Regions from separate parts of the Mus musculus genome. Here all the other regions are linked to region 2. A link is a contact called in public HiChIP or PLAC-seq, Micro-C and promoter capture Hi-C data. All regions are on one chromosome and are shown on one strand. The core of a region is the stretch at or near the end of the contact, and the rest is flanking DNA. Distances in the headings are between cores, read along the strand shown. Region 1 has its middle 97 kb from the start of Gm25204. Region 2 holds the start of Grid1 (glutamate receptor, ionotropic, delta 1). Region 3 holds the start of Slc18a3 (solute carrier family 18 (vesicular monoamine), member 3). Region 4 overlaps Ccser2 (coiled-coil serine rich 2). Region 5 holds the start of Ghitm (growth hormone inducible transmembrane protein). Region 6 holds the start of Lrit2 (leucine-rich repeat, immunoglobulin-like and transmembrane domains 2).

Evidence for each region. Promoter capture Hi-C pulls out the DNA fragments that hold promoters and counts their contacts. Hi-C and Micro-C count contacts between places; a contact is called where the count stands out from the background. HiChIP or PLAC-seq counts read pairs in DNA pulled down with a chosen protein or histone mark.
Region 1: a contact with region 2 is called in a Micro-C map of B cells, with 11 times the contacts expected there. The contact joins the enhancer-like site here to the promoter of Grid1 in region 2. A contact is called at or near these places in 15 of 39 promoter capture datasets (the 3T3-L1 cell line, 3T3-L1-derived adipocytes, the C10 cell line and 9 more), 5 of 15 datasets of contacts at CTCF or cohesin (embryonic stem cells, hippocampal excitatory neurons, large pre-B cells and 2 more), 122 of 484 Hi-C or Micro-C datasets (the 3T3-L1 cell line, 3T3-L1-derived adipocytes, the AML12 cell line and 70 more), 14 of 115 datasets of contacts at active chromatin or transcription factors (PVALB interneurons, Th17 cells, astrocytes and 10 more) and 1 of 9 other capture datasets (embryonic stem cells).
Region 3: a Micro-C map of embryonic stem cells shows a contact between it and region 2, with 5 times the contacts expected there. The contact joins the promoter of Slc18a3 here to the promoter of Grid1 in region 2. A contact is called at or near these places in 1 of 484 Hi-C or Micro-C datasets (embryonic stem cells) and 1 of 9 other capture datasets (liver).
Region 4: an H3K4me3 HiChIP or PLAC-seq map of stem cell-derived neural progenitor cells shows a contact between it and region 2, with 23 times the contacts expected there. The contact joins the enhancer-like site here to the promoter of Grid1 in region 2. A contact is called at or near these places in 6 of 39 promoter capture datasets (cranial neural crest, embryonic stem cells, frontonasal cranial neural crest and 3 more), 1 of 15 datasets of contacts at CTCF or cohesin (stem cell-derived epiblast-like cells), 2 of 115 datasets of contacts at active chromatin or transcription factors (embryonic forebrain and stem cell-derived neural progenitor cells) and 1 of 9 other capture datasets (embryonic stem cells).
Region 5: a promoter capture Hi-C map of hippocampal neurons shows a contact between it and region 2, with 14 times the contacts expected there. The contact joins the promoter of Ghitm here to the promoter of Grid1 in region 2. A contact is called at or near these places in 5 of 39 promoter capture datasets (cranial neural crest, frontonasal cranial neural crest, hippocampal neurons and 2 more), 1 of 484 Hi-C or Micro-C datasets (cortical neurons) and 2 of 115 datasets of contacts at active chromatin or transcription factors (astrocytes and stem cell-derived neural progenitor cells).
Region 6: a promoter capture Hi-C map of embryonic stem cells shows a contact between it and region 2, with 10 times the contacts expected there. The contact joins the promoter of Lrit2 here to the promoter of Grid1 in region 2. A contact is called at or near these places in 11 of 39 promoter capture datasets (the 3T3-L1 cell line, the C10 cell line, HPC-7-derived erythroid cells and 7 more), 1 of 115 datasets of contacts at active chromatin or transcription factors (stem cell-derived neural progenitor cells) and 1 of 9 other capture datasets (liver).

The regions. Positions count from the first base shown.
Region 1 is chr14:36,862,899-36,865,598 of GRCm38.p6, forward strand. No RefSeq gene overlaps it. Among named protein-coding and RNA genes, the nearest start is that of Gm25204, 97 kb to the left of the region's middle. Within about 2 kb of position 1,378, at least 76 of the 459 cell types and tissues checked have an H3K27ac peak or open chromatin away from gene starts, as enhancers often do. A contact at or near this core is called in the AtT-20 cell line, B cells, the Ba/F3 cell line and 16 more, where this site is marked.
Region 2 is chr14:34,818,759-34,821,458 of GRCm38.p6, forward strand. Grid1 (glutamate receptor, ionotropic, delta 1) reads left to right here and starts at 1,378. Exons shown (of 16, transcript NM_008166.2): 1 at 1,378-1,548. The coding sequence starts at 1,470.
Region 3 is chr14:32,463,418-32,466,117 of GRCm38.p6, forward strand. It overlaps Slc18a3 (solute carrier family 18 (vesicular monoamine), member 3), which reads right to left and starts at 1,433. Exons shown (of 1, transcript NM_021712.3): 1 at 1-1,433. The coding sequence starts at 1,007. It overlaps Chat (choline acetyltransferase), which reads right to left and starts at 2,492. Exons shown (of 16, transcript NM_009891.2): 1 at 2,390-2,492.
Region 4 is chr14:36,891,858-36,894,557 of GRCm38.p6, forward strand. The region is part of intron 9 of Ccser2 (coiled-coil serine rich 2); the gene reads right to left. Among named protein-coding and RNA genes, the nearest start is that of Ccser2, 76 kb to the right of the region's middle. Within about 2 kb of position 1,309, at least 68 of the 459 cell types and tissues checked have an H3K27ac peak or open chromatin away from gene starts, as enhancers often do. A contact at or near this core is called in embryonic stem cells, stem cell-derived epiblast-like cells and stem cell-derived neural progenitor cells, where this site is marked.
Region 5 is chr14:37,134,017-37,136,716 of GRCm38.p6, forward strand. It overlaps Ghitm (growth hormone inducible transmembrane protein), which reads right to left and starts at 1,306. Exons shown (of 9, transcript NM_078478.5): 1 at 1,179-1,306.
Region 6 is chr14:37,066,611-37,069,310 of GRCm38.p6, forward strand. It overlaps Lrit2 (leucine-rich repeat, immunoglobulin-like and transmembrane domains 2), which reads left to right and starts at 1,419. Exons shown (of 3, transcript NM_001360134.1): 1 at 1,419-1,444; 2 at 1,866-2,647. The coding sequence starts at 1,879.

The sequences.
Region 1 (2,700 bases), core at 128-2,627, 2.0 Mb after region 2:
GTGTATTGATCCAGCTCTAGCTGACATAAGTGAGAGGGTGGGGAACCCTCTGGGGGCCAATGAAATAGCATCCATTACAGGATTCCTGTCCTGGGTCTCAGATCAAAAACAGGTAAGTCACATATAACTCACAAACACACAGGCGGAACATGACAGTCGGACACACAACACCTGCGCCCCTCCTAGTCTCCAGTGTTTCTGGACAGGTCAACGTGTCTTTAATAGAGGATTCATACTCATTTATTTCTGTGCCAGAATGCAAGCTTCCCAAAGGCTAGGATTAGTGAGGCTTGCCATCCCATAATCCCCAGTATTAGAAATGAGTTTAGCACAGGAACACACAAAGAGAAAGGATGCTATACTTGCAGAGTGGTGCCTAAAATTTCACTTATTTAAAAAAAAACACACACACACACATACACACAAATAAAAATCTCTTTTGTGGTTGCCCTGGTCAGCAGGCCATTGGCAGCAGCCTGTGGTCTCTGGACAATGGTGGGGAAGGGGAAGAAAATAATTTCTCTGAAGTGCTCTACCACCCTCAACTGCCCCCGTGCACCTCACTGCCGGGCCTAGGAGACACAGCAGACCAAGGTGACGTGTTCAGCCAGAAAACAAGAGCAGAGTGCACCAGCTCACCTAGGGCTCATGTCTGACGTCTCTCCTCCTGATTAATCGTGTGTGGCAGTGCCTGCTTGGCCACCTATGGATGGTGTACGCAGACTCCTCAGACTCCAGATAAGGATCACCAGCACCTAAGCCTAAAGTCAAGAATCTACACATCAATCACAGACGGCAAGGACCCGGGGCTGCAGGCCAGTATTGAACTGCTCACCATCCTTCCAAACCACTGGAACTGAGGTCCGCCAGCCTGCCTCTGGGTGCCCAGCCTGGGAAGGCACAGCAGGGCCCCAGTTTGCCGGTGGGACATGTGAAGTGCGACTCTTAGAGCAGGCCCAGAAATCACTCTTCAGAAGACAGCGATCCCCTCCCAAAGATGAATGAAAAAAAAAAAAAAAAAAAAACCTAAACAAACAAGCAAAAACTATGAGGGGTACTACGGGCACCAGGAGATGTGAGCAGCACCGTCGCTTGTTGCTTTGGCCTTTCAGCACATCCTGTTGTGAACTTATTCCCCTCCTCTCGCCTGCATTTGAGAAGGTCTAAGAGAGGCCAGTGCTGTGTGACTCCAGGGTTGCAGCTAGGGTGTGATTTCCAGACCAGCCAGGTGCTCTGCTGCTTGGAAATAGGGCTGTCCACGGTGAGGCATCCGCAGACCTCCACCAGACCTCCAACTCATCCCTCAGCAGGCCCAGAAAGTCACCTGCCTGCAGGTTTCACTTTCTCCAGACCTGAAAACAGTGCGCAAAACTGCTCCGTAGAGTGAGCTGCGCGCCCTCGTGTGGCCGTGTTTGGGAATGCAGGTCTGGCCATGTGATCACACTAATGCAGGAAGCCCCATCTGGAGCAAAACAAAACAAAACAAAACAAAACAAAACACCCAGAAACTCCTGGACACATCTTCGTTGAATTTTGCGGATTAAGAGACCCTTAGAGAAACTGAATTTCTTATAATGTCCCCTTCCTATATAGAGGGCTGCAAGTGGCAAAGCCCAGATTCCTATACCACAAAGTAGCTCTCTTTCTGTATTTGCCAGGGTTCTCTAGAGTAACAGAACATGGAAAGACAGACAGACACTCAGACAGATACACAGACACACAGAGAAATAGACAGAGAGATATAGATATTAAAATCGATACAGATAGATAAATATGTATATGCTATGTGTTGTATTATGACTTATTCGAATCATTTATAGCCTGTGCTACAGCTAATCCAACAATGACTGCCTATGAATCTAATATTTGTTTAGTCCATGAGACTGGATATATCAGCTGGCCTTCAGTATACGCAGGAAAGGACTTGCCAGAGGGCCCCCATCTGCTCATAGCGGAAGGGGAGCGGGAAGGATTTTGGGAGAAGTGACCTGGGGGGGGGGGGGGAGCAGTGAGCAGGATGTAAAGTTAATAAGTAGGAATTAATTAATTAATGTTTTAAAAGAGTAAGAGAAGGCTAGGAAAGTACCTCAGAGACTGAGGTGCAAAATCAAGGTCCCAGGCCCAAGTCCAGCACTGCAAAACTAAACAAACTGGAAAGGCAAGGAGCCCACTCAGGCAAGCAGCCTTCATTATTCCGGCCAACTTTCCTGGGTTTGATGCCACCTTTGATTCCTAGACTTGTAATGTTAGGTGCTCTAGCGGTTTGAATGAGTATGGCTTCTACAGGCTCATATATTATGAGCTTAGGTCCCAGTTGTTAGAACTGTTTGGGGGGGATTAGGAGGTTTGGTCTTGTTGAGAGAGGTACATCACAAGGGGTAGGCTTTGAGGTTTCAAAAGACTCAAGCCATTCTCAGCATCCCTTTGAGGATCAAAATGTGAGCTCTTAGCTGCTACTCCAGCGCCATGCCTGCCTGCCTGCCTGCCTGCCTGCTGCCATGTTCTCCTCCATGAGAACCATAAGAGTCAAATAGACTCTCTCGTCTACAGTTGTCTCAGTCATGGTGTCTTATCTCGACAACAGGAAGATAACTGAGATGAAGGTCAAGGACTTTTCCAGGAATTCTGCTCCACTCGGTCATCATGCAGAGCAGAAGAGAAAAGAAAAAGAGCTGCTGACCGTTTGCTGACAGAGAAGAG
Region 2 (2,700 bases), core at 128-2,627:
TAATGACCTGTATGGCCGTCTACCTTTCCTACGGTGCTGGGAGCTCTAGGCAAAGCTGAGCCTATCTTGGTTCTTTGAACCCAGTGCTCATCCTGGCGCCCAGTTCTGCCAGACTCAGCTGGACCCGGTTTCCGAAGGAATCAGAATCCTGGAGGGCTCAACTGTTTCCCTGAAATCTTAGGTGTGTTAAGTGGAGCCTCGTCCAACTAGGACCTGGGTGAGAGAATTGAGACCGGATTGCGACCTCGCCCCCCCCCCCCCATCTCTCAGCAGCTTCACGGGGGTGGTCAGCCAGAGTCAGGGAACCCGGAGGCGGCGGGAGCCCCGCTCTGCTTCCGCGGCTGGGAGCGAGCTTTCCTCCCGGGCTCGCTCTAGAAGGCTTCGTACAGGTCGCTGTCTGAGAGCGCCGGCCGCTTGGAAGGCTCCTCACGTCCAGGCGCCGCGGTCACGGCTGCGCCGGTTTCCGGCCATGAATTGGGCTTCAGAGTCTGAGCCTCCTGCCCGACTCCGGGCTCAGTGCACCGCCCCGGGGGCGGGGGATGGACGCCCGCCGAAATCTACCCGGACAGCCAGGGTTCGAGCCCGCCGCCCGCCCGCTAAGCATCCCGATGCCTCCTGGCTCGGTGCCCCGGTCTGTAGTCTCTTTGCAGGCTGCATGAGTCGGGGGTCGGGTTCCGAGACCCCCTGATCCGTTCTGGTCAGGGACAGGACTGCAAAATCTCGGCTGAAGTCCCCCAGCGCCAGCGAGTTCCGAGTTCCCCCTCCCCGAGGGTAGTCGATGGCTGTGCCTACTCCGTTTCTCCAGCGAACCCAGAGGCCGGGCCCACACGGCCAAGCCTAGGCTCGCCGCAGACAGACCAAGTCCCCACCGTGGTGCCGTCCTCGTAGCATCCCCCGGCCGGGAGCGCGGAGCACCGGGCGCCCCCTCCGAGCGGGCGAGCGGCGCGCGGCTAGGCTAAGGCTCCGCAGTCACGTGGTGGAGAGGAGGGCGGAGGGGAGGGAGGCGGGCGGGAGGGGAGGGGGAGCGCCGCCGAGGGGGAGGGGGAGGGGAGGGGGCGTCCTCCGCAGTTCGCTCCTCGCCTGGGCTCAGACACATAGCCAGCCCGGAGCCGCCGCGCGGGCCGGGCCGCCGCCGCCTCTGCCTCTGCCGCCCCCAGAGCCGCTCGAGCCGCTGGAAGCGCCGCCGCCACAGCCGCGGGCCGCCCCCGCCGCGCCGGCCTGGGCTCGGGCTGCGAGCGCCGCCGCAACCGCAACCAGAGCCGGCGCGGGAGCCCGAGAGCGCTGGGCTGGGCTGGGCTGGGTTGGGGCGGGCGCAGGGCGCAGGGGCGGGAGCGCGGGGGAAGACGCACGGGCGGGCTCGGCTCTCCCGGGGAGCGGCCCGGGACTGCACCGGGACCGGCGCCTCCCCGCTCCGCGCTGCCCTCGGCCTCGCCCCGGGCCCGGGCGGATGAGCCGCGCGCCGGGGGGACATGGAAGCGTTGACGCTGTGGCTTCTTCCCTGGATATGCCAGTGCGTTACGGTGCGGGCCGACTCCATCATCCACATCGGTGAGCTGGGAGAGCAGACGGACCGAGGCTGGGCGGGGGCCACCTAATAGAGCCGATGATGCGCGGAGTCCAAACTTAGCGGCTCCCCGGGCCGAGGGGCTCGGCAGTCGGTGTTCCCCCGAAGGCCCGCGCCGCCCCGCGGAGGAGCTGTGCTCTGGCCGCTCGGCGCTCCTGCGGGCACCTCGCTACTCCCCGGGGCTCCTGTCAGTGCGCGGGGCCCCGCGGCCTCTGCCGACACTTAGGGCCGCGGCTGCGGGGAACCTGGGATAGACCCTTGTCGAGATGCGTGCCCCTGGCGGGGCTGTCCGCGGGCTGGACCCCTCGTCACAGCTTGAACATTGGGGCCAGGGTCGGATAGGGCTCGGGGCTAGCTAAGTTGGCAGGGCAAGATCAAAGAGGCCAAAGCGGAACCATGTGTGTCTGTGGATGGGTGCTGTCAGCGTGCCAGTGTGTATGCACCTGGCACGGGGTTGGTGTCACTGTGAGAGGGCGTTGGGGTGTGTGGGGCCATCTGAGCTTCTCAGTGCGACTGTCGCGTTCTGTCAGCCTGTTAGAGTGGACACAGTGCTTGCCCGTTTCTCGGTGTGTGTCTGTGTAGCTCTCGGTGTGTGTGTGTGTGTGTGTGTGTGTGTATCTGGTTGTGGCAACTGCAGCCCAATCCTGGACAGTCCTAGAGTTTCTGCCTGATATAAGTCTTGGGGCCAGCGTACAGTGTGGATGGTAGGGGTGAACGGAAGGAGCATGGATAGTGGGGTGGGGGGCGCTGGATGGAGAGGAAGAAGAGGAAAAGCAGAGGAAGGGGAGACCGGAGGAGGGGTAGTGATCAGGAGTTTGGAGCAGAATGGCTGGGATCTCGAGAAGTTGGGCCCGGTTGGGGGACTAACAGCGGTCGCTTATGGGGGAGCCCCTCTGCAGTCGCCTTTCCGGAAGTTGGGAAAGACCAGCTAACACGGATAAACTGGGGGTTGGGAGGTGTGAGGAAACGTGGCTGATGTTACCCGCGGAGCAGAAGGTGGAGGGGATGACAGGGACAGAGTCTCTACTCCAAGGGCTGCGGCCTCCCCTCTGGTGCCGGTGCCGGGCCAAGATCCAAACGTGCTTCCCGCCCAGGAGCCAGAGTGGGTCTCGCGGTCAGCATTGCGGCTCCAGTAT
Region 3 (2,700 bases), core at 183-2,682, 2.4 Mb before region 2:
ACGAAAGCCGGCAGCCAAACCATGCCCATCTCCCACTCGGATGCCGCCATTGTGTGCTTCATCCACGTGGCTATGGTGGGCTCGAGAAACGCAAGGGGAATGTTACAAGTTGTGAGCGCTCCGGCTACAACAGCGATGTAAGGGTCTAGCATGAGGCGATGGATAGGTGTGCCCACGGGCAGGTTGGCCCGCGCCCGAGCCGCAGCTGAGAAAGGCTTAGCCACCGCCAGGAGTAGGAGTGCGTCGAAGAGCGACACGGCGGCGAGCACTAGAAAGGGTACACGCTTGCCCGCGAACTCGTAGAGGATGCCCCCAAACGGTGGCGCCACTAGGCTTCCAAAGCTGATGAAGGCTAGCGCCACGCCCAGAGCACGACTGCGCTCAGGCTCCTCGGGATACTTGTCGGCGATCATGGCAATGCCAGACGTGTCCGCGAAGGCTGAGCCCAGGCCTTGTAGACTGCGCGCAGCGAAGAGCGTGGCATAGTCTTCTGCAAAGGCAAACATGACTGTGGAGGCGAACATGACGCCCAGGCCAATAAGCAGCGGCACGTCGTAGCTCATGCGATCAATGAAAGGCCCGCTTAAGGGGTTCACCAGAAGCTGCAGGATGGCCTTGGAGGCAAATAGCACGCCTATCTTCACATCTTCACTTTCTGTGGGGTAGCGAGGCCGCAGGATTGACCGAGCCGACCCGGCAGCCGTCGGGGACGCCGAGGTGTTGGCCAAGTAGGCGCTGGCATTAGCCAGAGTGGGCGGCGGCAGGGTGGGTTCCCACACCTCAGAGATCAGGGTAGGGCTCTCGCTGCCCCCGCGCATGTGAGCGATATAGTCGGGAACAATGGGCACGATGACCATGTACAACATGTTGTCCAGTAACAGTGCAACGCACACGATGACCAGCACCAGGCGCCGCTGCCTCTGGGGCTCTTGTAGCGCGGCTCCCACTGCTTCCGACAGCTTGGTGGCCGCCGCCCGGGCCTGACCGGTTGGCGCGGTGGGTTCCATGCCCCTACCCGCTGCTCTTCCTAAGATGCCTCCACCGGAGTCGGGTGTCGGCGTCCCGCAGTGCAGAGGCTAGGGTACGGTACTTCGGGGGCGCGGTCCTAGCCGCGTAGCGCCCCCTGTGCTTCAGGTGGCTGTGGGGTTCATATCCCCGAGCTCAGGAGAAAAAAAAAAAAAAATCAAGGATTGTCCCGCGCGGCGCCGCTGCTCTTAGATGCTCCAGGGACCAGTTGCCGCTGTTTCGGATGCAACCGCGGAGGCCGGCAAGCCGAGGGGCTGAGGCGGGAGACTGGACGCGCGGTGCCCAGAGAGAGCAGGAGCAGCCCCTGCCGCGCAGAGAGGCCGTGTGCACCCGCCCAGGGGCATGCTGCCGCCGCCCGCCGTCTCTCCAGCCCTCCCCGCGCGTCCGCTCTTGCCTCTTCCTCCACCGCCGCCTCTCTTTTTTTTTTTTTTTCTCCCTCCACTTGGGGCTATGACGCGGTGAGTCTCGGCCCCCGAGTGGTGCCCGGGCCACTGGCGTCGCTCATGCTAATAGGACGTCGTCGGGGCGGGGGCCGGGGGCCGGGGGCGGGGCGCGTCCGGGCAGGGGTCCGCTTCCGAGATGTTTCCAGGTTGGGAGCAAGGGGAAGGGGATCTTGGCGAGCTGTAGTCCTAGACAAGCCCCTGGGGATGGGTGAGCAGTGGAAGGAACCGGCCCTATGTTTCCCCCAGTTCTGGGACCTATAGGGGTGAGGTTCCCCCAATTGGGAGGAGGGGTGCGGCAGCCGGTTCCCCGCAGCCTGGTGGGAGACGGGAGAGCCGGGGGCTCTAGACCTCCTCCTCAGCCTGGACTTCGGCGCACAGCGGGCACGGAGCCCCCGAGGTGAGCCGCGCTGCCTCCATCTGTTCTCGCAGCTGGAACACGCAGCCGGGACCCAGAGGCACAGCGCAAGCAACCCCCTTCCTCAATCCCGCCCCCAGCCCGTCTCATCCCCTCCTCCGGGAAGGGAGGGGGAAGGTACAGAGCCTTCAGGGTCTGGTTCCGACCCACCTGCCCTTAGGCAGAAAGTCTTAGCAGCTAATTCCAGTCTTTAAGGGTTTGAGTATTGAGAGGAGGAGTCGTTCTTTGCACCCAGGGTCCTGGAAGTCAAAACTAACACTTTTTGACCTCCCCCTACCTGGCCTCTCCTTTTCGGCTTTCCGGGCGCGGGTCTCTCCCCCCCCCCCCCCCAGCTCCGCCTATTTTCCCTTCCTTTCTACTCTCCCACTCCTCTTTCTAACTCCTCCCTGGCCCTCTTCTCTCCAGACCTTACCCTCCCTCTGCTCTTGAGAGCCTCCGCCCACTTTTCTGCATTTCCTCACCCCACCCCCACCCCGGCCGCCTCCAAGTCTTGAGTGGGGCTCACAAGTGGCGTGGAAGCTTCTGGGTCTCACGCAGCAGGGCCTCTGCAGCTTTGCTGTCAGTAGAGGCTTAGGAAGGCTCACCTTCCTTCCGGGAGGGCTGCACACGCTGAGCGTCCTGATTTGCAGGCGACAGGCTGAACAGATCAGCCTATGCGTTGGGCCCAGTGTGTCCTCAGAAGAGTTTTGACCCTAGATGGCACGTGAGGCCCGAGTTCCAGTCCACAGACTGGAAGGAGAGAGGATGCCAGTCAGCTGAGATTGGAGGTGGTGGTGACGTTGAGATTGGACTTTCCCTGTCTTGCGGAATCACAGG
Region 4 (2,700 bases), core at 59-2,558, 2.1 Mb after region 2:
CCAATATCCTGTCCAGGTTCCAAATCAGGAAACCATTGGTCTCAAAAGAAAATCACATGGGAGATTACTCAAAAGAGAAATCTGTGAGATATACTGTTGTTTCAGTTACTCTGTCATCCTATCTCCCAGGCCTAAGAAAAAGGAAATAAGTTTCTTGCTAGTAAAATTATAAATATTAATGTTTAAAAACCCATGCCTTTTGGGATGCATCGGTGGTAGGCTTCAGATTTTATAAAAATATACTGGGAAACCTTGACATCATGAGTCTACTGCACAAGCAGGAAAATGACAACACATATTATTCCACTCTTGAATTGATGTTGTATATGTCTCTCCTATATGCAAGGTTATGAATTAAGATTATTATATGTTAGAAATTACTCCAACAGAACATTTTGAAATATATGCCAGATCATTTTCCCTTAACTCTCTCATATGCAATACTCAATTATTAAACCAGTGGAGAGAAGTAGAATTAGGTACAACTGTGAACAGTTTTAACTGGCACAAGCCTTTCCATAGGACATGACAGTCTACATATTCTTCCCACACTTGTTTTAATAGTAACCCAGGGCAGCTGATTGTGTGACAGGACACAGATTCTTTAGACCTTCTTTGCTGTCTGATGGAGACTGAGGATTAATTTGTGTAATTATTTACGTTAAGGTGCTCAAACAAATGACTGACTGGTAACTTAGAATACATCCGGATAATTTTGAATTTAATGTGCAAACTGACTTCCTATATCTAAATATTAAGCTTAAACAGTTTTAAAACAATACTGGAAGTACACAGGGTAATAAAATTTCATTCTTGTCCTATGTTTTTTCATGCGAATAATTTATTTCATAATTTTCTAATGAAATATAATCACATCACTTCCCTTTTCCTAACTTTTCCTATATGCCCCCACTCCTTCTCAAATTCATGCTGTCTTTTTGTTTAATTATTATTGGAATTCAATGTTAAATAATGCTGTTCTTAAGAGTGGGCTAGTACAAGATCAGTAAAGACTACCTCTGAGAAAAGCAACAAGGTCCGCTATAAAGCACAGACTTGCTTTGGACTTGTGGCTATCCTGTTACATCAGCCTACAAGTGCTGGCGTCAACAGGACTGCACCAACCACAGCTAGATCTGTAACTTTATATATTTAAAATGAACCTTCAACTGGGCTTGTTGGTGATTTAATCTCCACACTCAGGAAACACAGGCACTTGAGACTCTGCTGGGTTCAAGGCCAGCCTAGTATTCACAGGGAATTCCAGGCAGCCAGGGCTAAAGAGTGAAACCATGTCTCAAACAAAAAGAAAAACAAAGTAAGATGACCTTTGGTTTCTCAGAGCAGCAGCCTCCCACAGCATTCCTGAGCCATGCAAGTGCTTCTCAGCATAAGCTTCCTTGAGTACAGGGAATTTACCAGCATCTAGACAAACTGTTGGTCACAGTAAACAAGCAATTTTACTGTGAGTTGGGGCCTTGTCTTTTTCTATACTCAGTGGAACAGAGCTTGGCACAAAGTAATATGCATACACGTATGTATATGCTCTTTTTCTTTTCCCTTGGCTCTACTGCCTTGTTTAGTATTTCTTGTGTGTTGTAGCCATAAGGGGATACCATGCCCACTCACTCAAATCTCGAGCGGAGATTCATGTTGGCTTCAAAGTGCTTGCTTTTCTGCCACCCGGCCGACACCCTTAGCCATCTTCTCAGGCAGTCATCTGTCTCTTATTGCCTTTCACATTTCCTTCCTTCTCCTACATGGCTTCTGACAAACCCTAGTCAGTAAACCTCTCAGCCATCAACCCTTTCCATCCTTCACTTCAGGAAGATTTCTTCCTTCATGTTTACATAATGCTCAAGAGAATTCTCACAAGTACATCAAGTGAATGACTAAGCTGTCTCAAGATGTAATGAGAAAATGTGAAGATGAGAGATTATTATCTGCAATCTTCTCAAAGGGCTAGGCAGATTAAAAAAAAAACCAACTCACACTAAAATGATACTTAAATAGCCTTTTCATTTCTAAAATTTCTGCCTTAAAAAAAAAAACCCTAAAGTTTACAAACAAGAACCACACTGCACCCCCACATTTGTATCACCTAAACCTTGCCTAAATACGCTGAACTCCTACTTTTAAAAGATCATCTAAGAGATTGGAGTGCTCTTAACCTTTTTAGCGGTTAAGAGCACTGACTGCTCTTCCAGAGGTCCTGAGTTCAATTCCTAGCAACCACACGGTGGCTCACAACCATCTGTAATGGGATCTGATGCCCTCTTTTGGTGTGTCTGAAGATAGTGACAGTGTGCTCATATAAATAAATAAAAAAAAAGAACATCTGGAGCAAGGTATACTTTTTGAGTGAAAAGAAACTCACTATAATTATAGTAACTGTTTCCAAAATTATGTATTTCAAAGGAAGACCAATAAACAGGGGGAAAAGATCACACAGTAAACTTATTATTAACTAGATACGTAACTATTATTGAAGTAATGAACATGCATTTATTTATTCACTGAATGAACCCCAGTGAAAGTACAGTAATTCCTAGATTAGACTTTCTGACTGTACACACATGAGCTTTCACACTAACTTTCTATTTTCCCTTAGGACTCGTGGGTGTTCCAGCTTAACTGTGCACTTACTGTAGCCACACCCACCCACCCCACCCCACCCCAGCAACCTTGCCTTTACCAGCT
Region 5 (2,700 bases), core at 56-2,555, 2.3 Mb after region 2:
ATGTAATACAGAATCAATGTTATTATGTTGACACAATCACAGATTTTACAAACATAGCTTGGCCTGATATTTACTCCATCATTCAATGAGTAAAAGTAAAAGAATCTGTGTGACATTTCAGCACAAGAAAAACATCATCCAGAGAAAAGATAACTAAACCACTCGAGACTAAAAACCATGAACAAAAGCCAGGCATGCAAATGTCTACCAAGTAGGTCAGATGTTACTTCCCTTTAAGATACGACAGATACATTCAAATTAAATTATTCCACTACATAACATTCAATCAAAATAAACAAAATTGCCCTGCTAGGTTTCCCTGTTAAAACACCTTCTGGTATTCTTAATAGGGTAACCCCTGCCCCCAACATTCTAAAATTGAATTGTCTCAGTTCCAGTTAGACTATATCGATAAATAGTTAAGTACACGCCTTTCTGCGATGCTAAAGGCACATTTCTGGTCAATGAGTTGTGATGAATTTTAGGCAAGTGATTTGTATTTCCGCTTTCTCCCCATTTGTAAAATATTTAAATACAAGAAAACTTGGCCAAAATGGGACTTTGAAATCGCCCATGAATTACCCTAAAACTATAGGAATGTAAAGAAGTTTTAACTAGCACCTCCAAAGTTAAGAATTTCCGGAACTACGAAGTGCACACAGCTCTAGGCATCTGACCTTGCGGAAAAAACCCGGAGCCCTTTTGGTACTTTCATGCCATTACATCATCTCAACCTATGGCTTCAGCTTACTGACCCGAACAGAGCCTACCTAGTCTGCGTGGCCTTATGTCGTGGAACAGCCAAGAGGGTTATCTGCCATATATTTAAGTGCAGATTCTGGACGTCTGAAACCGGCTCCTGGGCTGGGTCTCTACGAACTAGTGGCGACCCTTCCTAACGCTTCCTTGAGCTTGAGTGTTCGGATGCGCCCGGTCCTCCCCTCTCACCGCTAGCCCGCTGCCTCCGCGTCCACGCACCACCCCCACGGCACCCGATCGCCGACAGCTAGGGCCCCCGCGCGGGTCCCCGAGCGGCTGACTCAGCATCCCTCTGCCCAGGGAGATGAAGAGCGAGGACGAGCCCGGCCTTCCCGCCCCGCCCGTAGCAGCCAGCCCAGATCCCGCTGTGCCGACGCCCGTCACAAGGACTGGAATTCTCAGGCCTCGCGAGGCAGTACCTCAGCTCCGGTCACCTCTACCACGGGGCTCCCTTCCGGGTCACCGAAACTCAGAGTGTGCGACCTCCCTCTGCCCGCTCCTCCGCAACCGCGCGACTCACAGCGTCACGCAATATCCGGACAAAAGGTAAATAGTACAAGCAGCCAATCGAGAGCAGGCTTCTAACGGAAGGGCGGGCGCAGTGGCGAAGGCGGGGCTTGGTTTGGAGACCGGACCAATGGAAGTTTGTGTTTCGAAAACGTCACAGTCAGCGTCCTTTCTGGGTCCGAGTAAGGAAGCCGACACTGGCAAACGCTTTGGGCATCTGCGTTGTGCGTTGTGCGCACTCGCTGCCAATAGGTGTGGGGGCGAAAAAGGGAGTTGGACTGGTTGGCAGCGCACTCCTTAAGTCCCACTTTTTGGGGAGGCAGGTAGATCGCTGTGAGCTCTAGGCCAGCTTAGAATTACTTTTGTTATTGGATTTAGGTTTAACAATGAATTTTCACATTTAAATTGGATTTTGTTCTATTTAAGAGTCATTCTTAAAACACGTTTTACGCCGAGAGTAATTAGTTTGGGTTAATCGTCTAGTCGCGTTGGCTGGCACGAAATTAACTAACCCTTAGAGGTATAATTTAGTCAGACTTTCGTTAACTGCTTAATTTTTATCACTGCTGGGGCTGTGGCTAGGCAGGGTGTCTTGAGCTATGTGAGAGGTACTTGACGCGCTCTCCTTTTCATTCATTATGCAAATGTTAAGGGATTTGATACTGGTTTAGTGAGTTCTGCATATATTAATTTACTTTGAATTAATTATAAGGCCAGGACCAAATCTTTTGTATTTATGGAATGACAGAACCCACCTAGGCATTTTCACTACTTTGCTTTAGCTATTATGCTACATGAACTCATGTATGAACATATCAATACACAAAATTAACTTGAGCATTTTAATAAAGTTTATGTTTTTATAACTTATGATCAATTTTTTTTTTGTATGTACTGAAAACTAAGCCTTAATTTTAGGAACTTTTAGAAGTTAGATGGATAGTTAAACAATCATTGGTTGAGTTTCTTGTTTTGGGCGTTTAGCCAGAAAATAACGCCAATGGTCTATATAGTAGTGAGTTTCAGAATGGCCAGAGTAAGACAGACCTAGTCTGCGGCAGGGGCTGGGGGTGGGGCATAGTGTCAAAATTGAATAACACATTTTTTCTAATTGCCATAAAAACATTCCTACCAAATGTGGCATTTTTTTTTTTTTTAAATTAGAGCCAACCTGCTTCTTGAGTGTACTACTGATGGTGAGATCTAGAGGGGTTTATTTCCGAGTTTTTCTTTCCTTTCCTTTCCTTTCCTTTCCTTTCCTTTCCTTTTCTCTTTTTTTTCTTTTTTCTTTTCTCTTCTTTCTTTCTTTCTTTTTCTTTTTTACCTTTTGACTTTTCAATGACATTTTTGTTTGTTTGTTGTCAAGCTTCAGGCTCCACTTGAGTAACAGAATACATACAAACCACTCTTCTTGTGAAGGTTTTTATTTATTTT
Region 6 (2,700 bases), core at 169-2,668, 2.2 Mb after region 2:
AATGGATGTTGCTTTGTGCAAGCGCTTCCTGGAGCTGAGTGTCACCTCATCATCATTTAAAAGATAATGAGAGCTGCACATCTCCCCATCTCACACAGACTTTGTGTATGCCACAGCACATTCCTTGTTTGATTTATTTTTTTACCTTGAAAGTAACTGCAAAGATCTATCCAAATGTCGAGTTAGATTGCCTAGGAATGCCAGAAAGTACATCTGGTATGAGTGGGAAGCCTGGGATGTAAGCAGCTTAGCTGGTGACCCATTTCTGCCTTGCTGGTTAGCTACTAAGCAGATTTTTTTTTTCACTGAAGCCTTTTGTGGGGTATAATGTATATCATGAATCGTATGAGAACTCATAGAATTTTGGCATTTTCTTGATATGCTCTCATTTAATAAGAAAGGTGGCACTTCAGCTCATCTAGACTCTGTCACTTAGAGGGGATGAATTGTGGGGCACCTATTGTCCTAGGCACTGTGCATTAATTAATCTAAACATTTCCTGTCCAAAGCATGAAGTGTTTGCTGATGATTCTTGTTCTGTAGAAGAGACACAACGGCTTACACACTAGAAGATATCCCCCAAACAGCCAGACTCAGAAGCAGAAGCACAAGGAAGACTGAATGAGGAAATATCTATAGAGTTTATTTTCTTACCACTGTTGTGCCTAGAAAACATGACTTACAGTGAACAAACAATAAATAGTGACATGTGAAGAGAAATAGAGAAGTATCTTGTCACAGATGACATTCACAAGCCTGACATTTTGCTCTTTATGGTGTGATGCAGTGTTTTAGAAAAGTCAGGGAAAAGTCAGACCATTAAGCTACTTGCCCCAGACTGTAAAGCTTTGTCCTTATGTTTTTAAGCTTCCATATTGGAAGGACACCATGATGTTTCTCCAATTCTAGTGATATGGATTGTAGAAGCATTAGTCTTAATGCAGTAGAAGTATGACTAAACACATCACCCATGGTGCGGTGCTGGCAGACCGCAAGCAAGGAAAACAATCCCAGGGTTGTTTTGTTGCTCATCATCTGCTTTCCCTTCAAGAAAATAATTGGAAACTGGCATTTCAGGATTCCTTTGTGAACTGTAAAGTATTAGATGCATTCTGGCCAAATCCCGAGCTATGGTACTCAGGCTTGCAACACCTGATTGTTTCCCTGGCTTCTTTGTAAGAAGCTGAGAGACGGTAGAAACAGAATGGAGCTTGATGTCTGATGTATATTCGCCTTTGCAACCTTAAGAACCACAGCCTTTTCATTTTAGTTAAGAGACACAACTTCTCGACATGGACTTTTCCTGAGCCTGGGAGCTGGGCTGTAACAGACCTCGGGGCATTCAGTGCTTTAGTGCTGCTGTGCTGACCTACATCTTTATGGATTACCAATAATAGGATTTGCTACTCAGAAGCTGAGACCATACCTACCCAAACCACACAAGGTATTTGCCTACAGATAAATATGGCTTTTGTTTTTTACTGTTTCTTGCAAGTTCTGGTCTCTTGGGTTATACATGCAGTGCAGCCGTTCTGTCTGCCAGAGTGTACCTGTTCAGAGGAGAGTTTTGGCAGGTGTGCTATGCTGACAGGATTCCAGAGGGTGATGTGGGGGTGGAGGAGACTTTCTTTAAAAATGATATGGAGTGACACAGGCTTAGAGTTTGTGGGAAATCAGCTAAATCCCATGGGATTCATTTTAGTTGGTTCTGGAGTTTATGGAGCAGAACATTTCTACCAAAAGCCATCTCTTTTATTTTAAATTCATTATTTTTCATTTAATCTCCATGTCTAGTGACAGGACTCACAAAATACCAGTTATAGGTTCCTTGAGGCTTATTGAAGTTTTTCTGCTTTCTTATACAGGAGCCTTCAGTGCATGTCTATGTCTTTGGGAAAGATTCCAGACAACTTTCCCGAAGAACTCAAGCAAGTGAGAATTGAAAACTCACCCTTATTTGAACTTTCCCAGGGGTTTTTCACCAACATGAGCAGTTTGGAATACCTTTGGCTCAACTTTAACAATGTCACTGTGATCCACCTAGGCGCCCTGGAGGACCTGCCAGAGCTGAGAGAGCTGAGACTAGAGGGGAACAAACTCCGTTCAGTACCATGGACAGCGTTCCGCGCCACCCCTCTCCTGCGGGTTTTGGATCTCAAACACAACCGGATTGATTCTGTCCCAGAACTGGCTCTTCAGTTCCTAACCAACCTGATATACCTTGACATATCCTCCAACAGGTTGACAGTTGTATCCAAGGGTGTCTTCTTGAACTGGCCAGCCTATCAGAAACGGCAACAGCTTGGTTGTGGAGCTGAGTTTCTTTCCAATATGGTATTGTCGCTGCACAATAATCCTTGGTTGTGCGACTGCCGATTAAGGGGACTTGCTCAGTTTGTCAAGTCCGTTGGTCCCCCTTTCATACTGGTGAATTCGTACCTGGTATGCCAGGGTCCTGTCTCTAAGGCAGGGCAGCTTTTACATGAGACTGAGCTCGGAGTTTGTATGAAGCCAACTATTTCAACCCCTAGTGTCAATGTCACTATCCAGGTAGGAAAGAACGTGACTCTGCAATGTTTTGCACAAGCCAGTCCCTCACCAACCATTGCATGGAAGTATCCCCTGAGCACGTGGAGAGAATTTGATGGTAAGCCATTTGTACTCTCTGTATATATATGGGGGCAGTGTAGAGGTCTGTTA